2 separate regions of the Mus musculus genome follow, and region 1 is linked to region 2. Evidence: chromatin contacts called from public HiChIP or PLAC-seq data. All regions are on one chromosome and are shown on one strand. Each heading gives the region's core, a stretch centred on a gene start, on an enhancer-like site or on the middle of the called end of the contact. The rest is flanking DNA. Distances are from core to core; before and after follow the strand shown.

What was found. HiChIP or PLAC-seq counts read pairs in DNA pulled down with a chosen protein or histone mark.
Region 1: a contact with region 2 is called in an H3K4me3 HiChIP or PLAC-seq map of embryonic stem cells, with 6 times the contacts expected there. The contact joins the enhancer-like site here to the promoter of Prmt8 in region 2. A contact is called at or near these places in 3 of 39 promoter capture datasets (frontonasal cranial neural crest, maxillary cranial neural crest and second pharyngeal arch cranial neural crest), 1 of 15 datasets of contacts at CTCF or cohesin (the NIH/3T3 cell line), 2 of 484 Hi-C or Micro-C datasets (cortical neurons and granulocyte-monocyte progenitors), 4 of 115 datasets of contacts at active chromatin or transcription factors (all in embryonic stem cells) and 1 of 9 other capture datasets (adipose tissue).

What each region holds. Positions count from the first base shown.
Region 1 is chr6:127,826,843-127,833,021 of GRCm38.p6, reverse strand. No RefSeq gene overlaps it. Among named protein-coding and RNA genes, the nearest start is that of Gm38902, 11 kb to the right of the region's middle. Within about 2 kb of position 4,486, at least 6 of the 459 cell types and tissues checked have an H3K27ac peak or open chromatin away from gene starts, as enhancers often do. A contact at or near this core is called in embryonic stem cells, where this site is marked.
Region 2 is chr6:127,764,878-127,771,220 of GRCm38.p6, reverse strand. Prmt8 (protein arginine N-methyltransferase 8) reads left to right here and starts at 2,062. Exons shown (of 10, transcript NM_201371.2): 1 at 2,062-2,548. The coding sequence starts at 2,474.

The sequences.
Region 1 (6,179 bases), core at 3,237-5,736, 59 kb before region 2:
TTAACTTGGGAGGCCATAGTCACAGTGCATCGAGTCGTGTCTTATTGAAAGGTAACAGGGACAGGCATGGTGGTGGGGGGCGTGTCAGCACCCCTGCTTTTGCCTCTCTGCCATCCTTTTTGATTTCTCTCAGAGGTTGAGCTGTGGTCCTTCTGATGCCCCCTCCAGTGGATCACTGTCACCTTCTCTGAGAGATTAACAGCTTCCAGCAACTGAAGAATCTCTTTGTGGTGTTTTAGCGTGGACTGCTTCCTCGTCAGCAACCCTCGTTCCTTCCATATGGGTGTATGGGTGGGTAACACCATAAAGGCATATTTGGAGTCAGTATAAATGTTAGTCTTTCCCCCTTACCTAGTAAGGACTCAGGTCAGGGTGATCAATTCAGCCACTTGAGCTGAAGTCCAGCTGGGGCAAGAGGATAGAGCTCATGACTGGGTCAGCTTGTATCCAGCTTTTTTTTTTTTTATCCTGGAGAGCATAACTAGTGCCACCAGTGTACCCTTCTTCCTCTGGAGTGGACCAGAGTTGCTCTCCTGTGTCAGGTGTGAGCGTCTCTTTGAGAGAGAACCTGTCCACGAGAATGTTTGGCTTCCCGTGACAGGTGTGTAAAGTGAGCAGGTTTTAAAGTCTTGCTACATATGGGTAACTATCTGGGGAGAGTGGCTTGTATCAAGCAAATCTTTCCTGTGCTTTCCTGATGTTCCATGTCACTTTTAGGATGCCTCTGAACTAACGGAGCTTTGAACTTCCAGTGGTTGTCTTGGAAATATCTTGGTAGCCTTGTGGAGGGGAGTGGGCACTGTCACCCTTGGGCAGTTAAACCATCTCTGCCTAGATTTTGTCTAGATTTCTAGACTATATAGGCCACCTTCCAGCATTTGGGACCTAGCAGCAGGGATAGAGCTCTAAATGGCTAAAAACAGTGAAAGGTATTGTTGGGCCAGGTATTTCCCTGAACAAGGTCCTAACCCAAACAAAATCTGCTCTAGGGCCTTGAATTTCTGGAGGGCTGTCTGTATTTCTGAAGTCTATAGTACAAGTGGGTTAATTTCTTGTCCTTTAGTAACCTCAGATAGGGCTCTACTATAAGCCCCAAGCTGGGACACCAAAATTAGAAAATTGCATCCCTCCAAAGAAATGTTATGGCTGACTGGAGACCCTGTGTGTCAGGTATAAGCTGCTTATAGTCAGGTATAAGCTGCCTGGTTCTCAGGGCAGGGCAAAGGTGTGTCCCAGGTTTGTTACCTTTTTGAGATTTATGCCTTTAAAAAAATGACACTTTCTATCCCCTCTCTGCCAAGAAATTTGGGCTCTTAATAATATGAGATCATCAGACCACCTGCATCCTGTAAGACTGTCCCCTCTTTTAGCATCTCAAGTCTCTGAAATTTCTTCCTTATCCCCTGACACAAAAGTGTGTGTGTGTGTGTGTATGTGTGTATGTGTGTGTGTGGGGGGGGGGGATATCCTCAAAGACCCAAGGAAGTACTTACTGCACATGAGTATTATGGTTCGTCTTTGGGTTTGTTTGTTTGTTTTTCCATAGTCAGTGGAGCTTCTCATTCAAAAGCCAGTAGGAACTGGAGTCTTGAACGTAGTGGAGTAGAGAAATAAAAAGGCATCTTTTCTATCCGACCCTGAAAACCCTCAGGTGTCTCTTGAGAGCCTGCCTGCCTTAGGAGTATATGAAGATCATCAGAGGAGGTGGGTAGGGACCATGGCTTCAACTCATTATGCGCAGCTCTTGGAACAACTGATAGTCTCACGGCCAGGAGAGGAGGATGTGAGTGAGGATTACAGGGGGTTTGCAGTTCAAACTTTAGGAACTGGTTTAGGGCAGGCTGAAATCCCTTTCTTGTCTTCCTGACTTGGCAGGATAATGGAAGAGGTCTTGCAAGGAGATCTGAATGGACGTGGCTGTGTTTATCAGTCCCAAACCCAGGCTACCAAGCTCAAGGAGCAGCCTGATGTCTATCTGGGGGTGCGGGGGGGGGGGTGCGGGGGTGCCCAGCCTCTGACCACAGGAGAGCTCCTTCTCCCACTCCCCCGGGACCGTTTAAATTTGTAAAATTACCTTGAATTTTATCATCAAGTTTCTCCCTGGCAAAGAGGCTTGGCTGCTAAAGTCAATAAAGCTTTCACAAACAAAAGTAACAAGCAAGCAACAAGTAAACCAGTGTGTGTGTGTGTGGGGGGCGGGGGGTGGGGGTGGGGGTGAGGGGGTGGGAATAGTAAAGTCTAAACAGTCCTAGGAATCTCTGTGGATCAAGAGGATCATTTTCCAGCATAAACGGATCTGTAAGCCACTGGGAAACGTCTCTGGGTTCTTAAGGCAGTTTCTCTGGTTTTTTCCCCTTACGTAGCGGGATATCAGAAAGGGCACCTGCAACCAAACAGCCCTGCTAGTTCCAGCTGCCGCTTTCAGTGGCAGGGGCTCTGTTCATGCCTGTGAATGTGGGGTTCTACTATCCACATGTTGGGAACTTGAAAAGAGACATCGGGGGTCAGGTTCAGGAGGCGTGGTGATTAGAGTGGTTCGGTGAGGGAGAACCGGAGTTCCCCTTGACAGACTCTTAAGTGGAAGGAGTGGGTTGTCTAGAACATCCAAGATTTTCGCTCTCCCCATTTCATCTGGTTCTTTGTGTCCTGGACAGACCAATGGATCCTGATAGAGAATCATGAAGGCCTGGACACAGAGTCTCAGACCATTTTCCTCACCTCCTAATGAAATAGATCTAGTTGCAGAATAATATTCTCACTGAGACTGTTTTGTTGAGGCCTTTTCTTTCCATCCCCCATTTTGTTTGGAAGCAAGACAGTATTGTAGTAAAACACAATTTCGCCAGTGGCTAAGGAGAAACCTGAGGGTGGAGTCTGCTGGAAGAGAAGAGGAGGAGAATGGACATTTGGAGGCCTTTTTCCCACGCCGGGGAAGGGCTGGGGAAGCAGGTCATACTGAAGATGCCAGGGGCTCCCCTCTTTGGAATCTCTCTTAGTTGGGAGTCTCCAATCTTATCTGGAAGTTTCCCCATTACTCGTTTCTTGTTCCAGGTGGGACATCCCTGGGTGTGTACAATGGCAACCTGACTGCCTGACATCCTCCCGGTGCCATTCCTTAAGATAGTCAGAGAGAGAGGTGGGAAGTGTTATAGCACAAACAAATGTGTGGATTAACATGAATGCTAAGATATCCAGAGTCAAACGGCCAGTCACAAGCACTCAAAAAGGTAAATAAGAAGGCTAGCATCTGGGTATGAGATAGCCAAGCTGATCAGACCAAAGTAAAGACAGGGTTCCGAGAAAATCACAATTAGTTTTGGCAGGCTTCTACCTGAAGAATATATACAAGACACTGTTGTCCTTTCACAGAGTAATGTATCTAATTGCAACAGACTAAATTGTAAGAACAACTTCTCAGAAGGCCTCTACCTCGTCCAGGAAAGAGACCACCCCAAGGCAAGGAGTCAGACATGAGGTCATGGGGAGAGCTGCTGTTACACACCCAGGTGACTGTGTCTTCCCACTGTCAGAATGTCCCCTTCATGGTTAAAGAGCAGTAGAGCTATGATGGGGCCACTGGGGCCACTTATCCCCATACCCTAGCAGAGGATAGAGTCCTCAAAGGACCTGATATCACTCTGTTACTTCCATCACCATTTGTGATGCCCCCTTCTTTTGTGAAAATGAGGTGGGGAGAAAAACACTCCCAAAAGAACATCTTGTCAACTACGATTTGGGGCACAAAAAAGGGTCACCTTACCCTTGAATATGGCACCCACCTCATAAATATCCACAAGAGCATCCCTACTCAACTCAGACTCTTGTGTGTCTTTGTCTTCAGAACGCTTGCTTTGCTTAAGCCTCTGCTAAATAAACTTTTTTGTCAGACTGTCCCTGCCTCCTGACTGAATTTGTTCTTTTGAAGACAAGAGCCAGGTGGCTCTTATAATAGATAGCAATGACAGGTTGAGTCAGGGGCCTCAGGGGCTTGTGAGGTGAGCAAAGTTGCTGCCAAGCCTGCCAACTTGAGTTTGATTCCTGGGACTCAGATGGACAGAAGAGAGAACCAATTCCTGTAGGCCATCCCCTAGCTTCCTTCCACAGACTTACCTTGGCGCCTGTGCCAATCCTCTGCCCGTCCCCCAACCTCTCTCCCTCAACAAAAACATTTAAGTGAAAATAAACAAAACAACCTCAACTCCAAAAGAACTGAACATTCTGCCTCAGCGTAGGAAGAACTCATTTGCCAGGTCCAAAAGACTTAGCCAGCCGTAAATCCTAATGTCTCCTACTTCTTGAGAGTCACTCGTGTTTGGGATGGGGATTTCAGAAGGTGGCATGTAAGTTTAACTCAGCAAGGTAATTTTTTTTTCTGGACCTGGATAATAATTGGGGCCTGTAGCCTCCCCCAGCCTTGAGCAGGCTGGTTCAGACCTGTTCTACCATTGTCAGCTGGCCCACCTAGGGTGGAGTCTCCAACCTAGATGGAGCTATTGTTTTGTAGCCTCTGTGGTTTTCGCCAAGAGGCTGCTACCGGCTGAGAGGTAGACCTGTCTTCCTGAGGCCACCCTGAATAAGCATCAGCCTGGGGACAGAGTGACAAGAGCCTGGCGACAAAGCACAGAGAGCCTGGCGTGGTGGGGGATAGGCCCCCTCCATTTATAAGTTCACACTCAGTAAACTTTGGGCCTAGGTCAGTATCTTTGTCTTGGTCTCCTATTTCTCTCACCTCTTTCCCATATGGTCCCAGCCTCCCTTTCAAGAACCCTGTAGCTGCAAGTGGCTACAGGGGCCTTCTAACAAAGGCAATGAACGGAGTTTCTGATCTCAGTCTACACGTGAAATTGGAAAACTGGGAACCCATGTCTTGATTCAGAGGAAAAGAAAAGAGGCACGCGTGGGGGGTGGGGGAGGGGGGATTTCTGATGAATGAAAAGTAAAGCAAGCAATACTTTTCTTTTTCCATTTTAGTGCCAGACTTATGTGTACTCACAGAATGAGACTCAGCTGATGTGTGCATCTGCCTTGTGCTAGGCAAAGCCTATATTGCTATCTAATATTTGGATGCCCCATTATGGATAGCTTTAAATGGTGAACAGTCTAGGGGTTTTTAACCATTTACTCTGTGCCTTCTACAGATAGCCACAAGAAAGGCAAGTGGTCAGAGGAATGAGCTATGACGACCCCTTTGGGGAGCTTGCCTCCTGGCTGGCTAGCCAGCTGTGTTACTGTGTGCTCTGGTGACTTTTAACAACGGAGAAATCATAGACACGTAGTTGATGGCAAAAGGTTGAGTGTAGAAGAAAAGGGCAGAGGTGCTCTGGGTGAGCAGCAAGGCTGTCTGTCCCCAGAACCACTCCTTTTGTTGAGATTCTTGGGAGTTGAGGTAGGAGGGAGACCTGATTCCCAGGAGGAGGAGGAGCTGGGTGGCTCCTTGAGTGACAAACAGATTATAACACTGGATGCTCTATGCATGTCTTTGAGCCTCTGCATGCAGAGTCTTTGGAGAGTGAGGATGCGCAGAATGTTAGGGCAAGCAGGCTTAGCATTTCTACTGGTGTCTGGAAAAAAGAGACAGAAAGAGGGAAAGAAGTTTTATGCTTTCTGAACTAGGAAATTGGGTAGGGTTAGCAGTGGGGGGTCTGAAAGCAGCTCCGTGGAGCCAGGAGCTTCTGGGAGCGTATGTACCCAACTCATGAAGGAGAAGCTACCCTTTCCACCTTCTTTAACACGTTTTCAGCTAGATTATCTTTCCTGAAGATACAGCTTAAAAAAAGAAAACAAGAAAAAAATACTGATGTCTGTGTGTCTGTCTGTCTGTCTGTCTGTCTGCCTGTGGGATGCCTGGTTTGTTACTTGGGTAATAGGATTCAAATCCTTGTCTTCATGATTGCAAGCATCCTAACTGCTCAGTGCCTTATCTCCAGCCCTCAAAATTCGGCTTTCTGTGCAGCATTTTCCTGTCCAGGTGATTGGCTGGTTCATTTGGACTAACTCTTAAGGGAGGGGGCAGAAGCAATGTCTTTTGTCATCTTAAAACCTTTTGGGCAGCTTAGAGTTCCATGTTTCCACCCAGGGCCAAGGGTACAACCCAGATCCCACTCTTCTGACCAAAACTCATGCTAGCAACAGATTAAAAACCAACCAACCAACAAACAAAACAGCAGCAATACCCCAAA
Region 2 (6,343 bases), core at 813-3,312:
CCTTAGTGGCCTAGATACCTCTGTGCCCCAGGCTGCCTTTGAGTTGGCATAGCAAACTCTTGCTGTAAAAACACAGCTCTCCATGTCCCTTTCCCATTCCAACAGGAGCTGTGTCTGTACTTGGGGAGAAGCCAAGCACAGTAAAAAGATTTCAACAGAGAACTGAGGAAACACCCCCACTGAGGTTCTCATAGCAACATAATCACGCACAACAGCAGCCTATTTCGGTGGGAGCCTGTTTCAGCTCCCCTCCTCCCCTGTTAGTCACAGAATGGATGAACAAGCAGAAGGAGTGTGGGGTGGGGACAGGGTTGGGTTGGAAGTCAAGAGGCTGGGGAGCTGGTTTACTGAAGCTCCTGCAGCTTGTCGAGGGACCTTAGACAATTGCCCCCTTCTCTTTCATCCGGAGTCCTTACCTGTAAGAGGACTGGACCAACGTGTGGGTGGGGAATCTTGCTATTCTAGTCTTATTTGATTGCATACGTACTAAGCCTCTTTTGATCCAGCATCTCAGAGCCTTATCTGAGAGAAGACGAGTAGGGGAAGAAAAGCAGGAGGTAAAAGTCATTTTTTAGATGCAGTTATGTCCCCTCCTCCATACTGTGTGTGGCAGGATGGCAGGATGGCAGGATGGGAGTGAAGAAGGATCAGGCATTGCCAAAGACTGCTCATTCATGCCCAACTCGAATTCAGGTCTGTGGTTTGAGAAGGTTGAGGGGAATTTACTCTTGTTTTGGGATTATCAGTGCGGTTAACCCAAGCTTCTTGCTATATTTTCTTTAATCCTTCTCATCTCCCTCCTCTTCCCGTTTTTTACTCCTCACCTCTGCTCACGGCCATGTCTCTTCTCTTTGCCTGAGGATCTTGGTCTGATAGAAGTATCTATCACCGTGAGCCGAGCTGGGTTTTGGCCCTTTTCCTCAATGAACCTGGGTTAGTTGAGGACAGTCACTCTTACACTTCTTGGCTATCAAAGGCTATGATCAGACTAAACAGGGCGATTGGTTTAAATAACTCAACTAAGGACTGAGATGAAGCGGGAAGAAAGCTCCTGGCACATCTGTGCGGTCCCTGACCTTGACCTGTGGGCCAGAAAGCCTGAAGGTTCAGCTTTCCCGGAGATAGCCAGCTACAGAGTCCTGAGTATGGCCTCCCTCCCCCATTGTTCTATCCCTCAATGCCTGACAGATGGCCCGAAAGAGAGAAAAAAAGCTCTCAAAGTGAAGACAGGAATGCATTGTATAAAAATTCACACCCCCCGCTGCCGCCCAAACTCTCCCTTAAAAAAGGATCGAGAGAATCCTAATGGGTACGTGACATCCTCACGGCTCTCTCCCATAAAAGGGACGTCAGGAGAGGGTGAAGGTGGGGGAGGGGCTGTAGGGGAGGGGGAGAGATGTGTGTCCCCCCGGGAGTGGGGGCTGACAGGCTAGACAGGGGTAGGGGAGCTAGACCGCGGACCCTTTTATTGATTTGTTCCTGGTTGTTTTCCCAAGCCACCTCAGGCAGCCACCTTCACTTCAACCCGGTCCTCCTGAGAGGGGTTTGAAGGCCTTCTGGTCTTGGGTCCTGAGGGTGAAGAAAAGCTAGATAGAGAGGACCTAGAGTTGAAGGAGTTGAGGACTTCCCCCTCCCATCCAGACACCCACCCTGTTCATGCCCCAAACAGTAATCCGCGCAGGAAGGATCCAGGAATCGACCGGGTGGGGGGGCTGGGGAGGGGTGAGGGGCGTAGACATTTGGTAACCGTGGCTGAGTCTTGTCCGGTGCTTGCCCTCGTTAGAAGGACTTGCACTGGGCTGAGACCCTCCAGCAGCCTCGTGGACGCCTGCTTCCCGGAGCCTGGCGCGCGGCCCCGCAGCGTGCGCGCAGCCCTAGCCCCCGCGCCAGGTGTGCGCCGCGCCAGGAGCGCAGCGGAGCGCAGGCGGCCCCCAGACCCCGCGGTCCCGGGCACGGGGGCGGGCTGGGGGTCTCCGCCGTCAGCGCCCCGCCACCCGCTCGCTCCCGCGCACCTCCCACCCCGCCCCCACTCACCGGCTCAGCCCCCGGGAGCGCCGAGCAGGACGCGTGTTGCTTCGCCCAGCGATCGGCAGAAGTTGGGAGAGTTGCCGTCCGCCTCCCGCCTGCCGGACTTCGGAGCCGCTGCCTCTGCCGGCGAGCCCGCGGGGCCGCCTCCCTCCCTCCCGCCCAGCCCGCCGCGCAGGGGAGAGGGGCGCGGAGGGGGTCGTGAGCGCGACCAGAACTTGCAAGTGTGCGAAGGGATGCGAGGCAGATGAAGAGCGAGGAAACGTGAACAAAGTGGCGACCGCAGGAGGGACTCCACAGAGCTCGATTGTCGCGGAGGACGCTCCGGGAGAGGGGCTGGCTGGGATTTTTTCCCCCCTCCTCTTGCATTCTTAGGCTCTCTTTTAAAGCCACATCAGCCGTCTCTCGTTCTTTACTATCTCGAATCCCCAAACCCTTGTTGGCTCTTATGGGCATGAAACACTCCTCCCGCTGCCTGCTCCTCCGGAGGAAAATGGCGGAGAATGCAGTCGAAAGCACCGAGGTAAGGAGGCGACCGGGCCGGGGTTTTCAGCGACCCTGCCTCCCACTGGGACCCCTGTGTGCCGCCGCTGCTTGCTGCCACCACCAACGCCGTGGTGCCAAACTTTCCCCATCCCGCTTGTCCCTGCCGAGAGAGAGAGAGAGAGAGAGAGAGAGAGAGAGAGAGAGAGAGAGAGAGAGAGAAGTGTAGGAGTGTGTGTGGGGGGCGACGGTGCACGTCTCAGTTCCTTTCCCCCTTGAAAATCTAAATTTTCAGCCCCATCACCCTCTCCTGCCACCCTCTGCTCCCTTCCTGTTCCCCTAAGTCCCAAACCTTGGGCAGCCCGGCTCCCCTGCCCCTGTGCACAGGATTCCGATAGTGATCCCGGATCCCGGCTTTACGAAGAGCTGGAGTGGGTTATATTAGGGCCAGGTTTGCTCCCTGCAGTGCACCGATTATCTCCCACCGCTACCTGGGCTTTACCCTTCAAGCTCGAGGTGGTCCCCAAGCTATGGGTCCCTGCAACACCGCGGAGAGCTCCCGGCCTTAGGGGGCCGACCTGGTGGCAGTACTAAGCACCTGCACCTGACCTCCCCCGCAGTCCCCAGTCCACAGCTGGGCCGGAGGTCTGCAGTCCTAGGGTGCTTAAGGCGCCGAGGGAGAGCGGAACCCTGGGAGGGCGCACCGACCGCGGCCCCATTCAGCACCAGGGACAGCGCCCGCGCCTGCCGCAGCTTAGCCCGCACAAGCAGCGGGGGTTGTGCGCCCTGGGCTGCAGCGCGAAACCGGTCTGCGGCCACTTGTCCCGCAGCAGCTTTTAAGGAGGCCGCTCTAGCTCCGCAAATGATACTCTTGCCCTCCGTCTTCGGCAGTCCTTACGGCCGCCCCGTATCTGCCCTTTCTCTACTCCGGAGTTGGCCTTGAGCTGCAGAGAGCCCAGCGGGTCTTTGCGTCCCGAGCAAGTGTGTTCTTTCGCCTCGCTCTGACCCAGCTGTCATCACAATGGGATTTTTCCCTGGTTTTGGGCACCTGTAGTCATGGAGGGGATCGGCATGGGCAGCCCCCTTACCTTCACAGAGGAACTGTGCGCCGAGGTGGGGGTGGAGTGGGGCGTGTGTGTGATCATCCCTTATTCGGTGGCAGGAAAAAGACACAGAGCAAACTCCGGGGCTCTATTAATAGCCCAGTGTCTGGTGGGGCTGCCGTACATTTCACATACGGTAACCCATATGCAGCGTGGGGCTGAGATGGGGGTGTGGCGCGGAGACTGTCCAGGCCTTGCGGGAAAGCAAAAACAACGTGAAGACCTTTCCCGGCCTTCTTTCCTAGAGGTCACAACTCATTCCCCGCCTCACGGTATAGGCAGCAAAGCTTAAGAATACCCATTCCTTGGACACTAGAGGCAGCATGCTTCTGGCAACTGTCGATTTTGAAACAAACACGATCTGGGGCTGGAAGATGAGGGGCATACAGCAGTTAATGTCTTCTCCTTGAGTTAGGGCAAAGCCATTCTGCATGTCGTTCCTTGGACCATCCTCTTCCCCACCCCAACCTGGGAGCAGAGTCTTTGAAACCGAGTAATAGCACCAGACGCTCAGCATTCCCCTCCCCCTCCGCCCTCTGATCGCCCACCCGCGGAACAGGTTTCTAAAAATAGCTTGGAGTCTCAAGGCCGCGCACTGGTGAAGTGTTGGGCCAGCCAGCTTGTAGCAGTCCCTGCAACCCAGTAGCTATAGCTCTTCCCTGCTTTTTCCCTATCCCACCTCATCTTCACTTGTCTTAAAAAAAAATAGAAAATAAAAATAAAAAAAGTTTTCGTGGGTCCTCGTCCACAATCACCCGGACTGGCGTGTGGGGTCTAGTGCAGACCCGGGCCACGTTCCGCAGTGTGCAGTGGCGGCTGCGGCTCTCTCCACCTCGGTGAGGGTTAAAGGCGTCCGGAGCAGGCAGAGCGACGCGCGACAGGCTATTTTTACTCGCTTCCCCCGCTGCTCTGAGCTCCCCCTTCTCAGCAGTCGCACATGCCAGCTCTGCTCAAGGCATCAATGAAAACAGCAGTAGAAGCGGTGGTGGCAGGGGCGGAGGGGGGGGGGGAGGACGACGGAGTGGGGAGGGAGGGAGGGAGGAAGAGAGAGAGAGAGAGAGAGAGAGAGAGAGAGAGAGAGAGAGAGAGAGAGAGAGAGAGAGAACCCAGCTGGTCTTAGACCCCTTAGATGACAATGAATCAAAGCGGAACATGGGAAGGTTCAGCTCTCAGCAACTTCCTTGGAGAAAGGATGCAACCCAGACTTGGTCAAACGTGCCCAGTGAGGCATACAGGCCTCGTGACTACTGCTTGGTTTTCCTCCAGGAACGGGCAGGCTGTTTTTGGAATAAGCTAAGAGCAAAGTGGTGCTTCCAAAGTGGGGTATTGAGGGGGTTGCATTGCCTGCACATCTTAGGGGTACCAAGAGCACACTTGTGGATGTGTGGAGTGTGTGGGCGGGGGGGGGGAGGGGCGGGAATGACAACGGTTGCTGTCCAGTCTCTAGCAGGTACTCACTCTGTACCCGGAAAAGTAGGTTTCTAAGACCCTAGTGGCCTGGCTTTTGCCCTCAAAGAGCTCACAAATTAGTGAACACAGTTGTGACTGGAGAGCCCGGTTACATCTTTCCCTGCGTCTTGCAGGTGGTAGCATACTACTTGTGTTCTGTGCTCATACTAAGGCTATGAGAGAAGCGAAGGTTAGTATTTGTTTCCCATTTTCTTGGAGACCACAGAGTAGCCTGAGGTCAGGCAGTGACTCCGGCCAGCTGGCGGGTTAAATCGGGCTTGGGGTATGGATTGCCCTCACTTTCAATCCATTGCTCTTTGCTCCACTCTTGCTATTTCTAGCAAGATGCCATGTGTGAATGGGAGTGCATGCGAGTGGGAGGAGACGATTGCTTTGGAAGGGAAAGGCAGTGGGGAGGGAAGGTGGGGAGGGGAGGCAGAGAGGATGGCAGTTATCAGGCAGGGGAGGGAGGTGGTGGTGCTGCTGGTGGTGGTGGTGGTAGCAGTGGTGGTAGTGGTGGTGGTGAGGCATGTAGTATTGAGACTGAGGCTGTGACTCTATATACTGTGACCACCATCTTCAGACCTGGAACAAGGTGAGATACTAGGGCATGGAGCCTCCTGTGTGAGGCGTTGTGGCTTGAGTACACCTTCCACCCCTTTGATTTTGGTCTCTTAAACTTGTTCATGAGCTGATTCAGTTTGTGGCCAATAATCTGTGTATGGTGTAGGGAAACATCAGGGCAGTCCCCGACCTCACTTCCTGCTCTGTCTTCCATCCCAGAATCTCCTAGGGCCACTTTTTTCTTTCGAGACAGGGTCTCCCATACCCCAGGCAAGCCTTGAGCTCCTTATCTTTCTGACTCTACTTTCTGAGTGCTTAGGCATGAGACCCCACTGCAGTGGGATTTACACAGTGCTGGAGATTAAACCCAGGGTTTTGTGAATGTTAGGCAAACTCTACCAACTGAGCTACATCTTCAGTGTGGTGCTGGGGCTTCCTGTGACATCTGTAGAGCCTCCACTCCCACTCTCTGCAGCCTACGCACATGCAGGCCCTTTATCTCCATGCTAGAACCTTAGCTCCCAGCATCTGGCCATGTCTGGTCCAGCCTCCCCATCCTTGCAGGGCTAGCTTTTGAAAGGACAAATCTGCTTGTGGTAGGTCAGCTCTCTGAAAACTTAGGAACTACCTCATTTCCTACAGGGTACTGGTGTCCTTAGCATAGTAAACAAGGCCCTTGAATACTTGCCCTATGGGAGACTCCAAGGCAGCCGAATGTA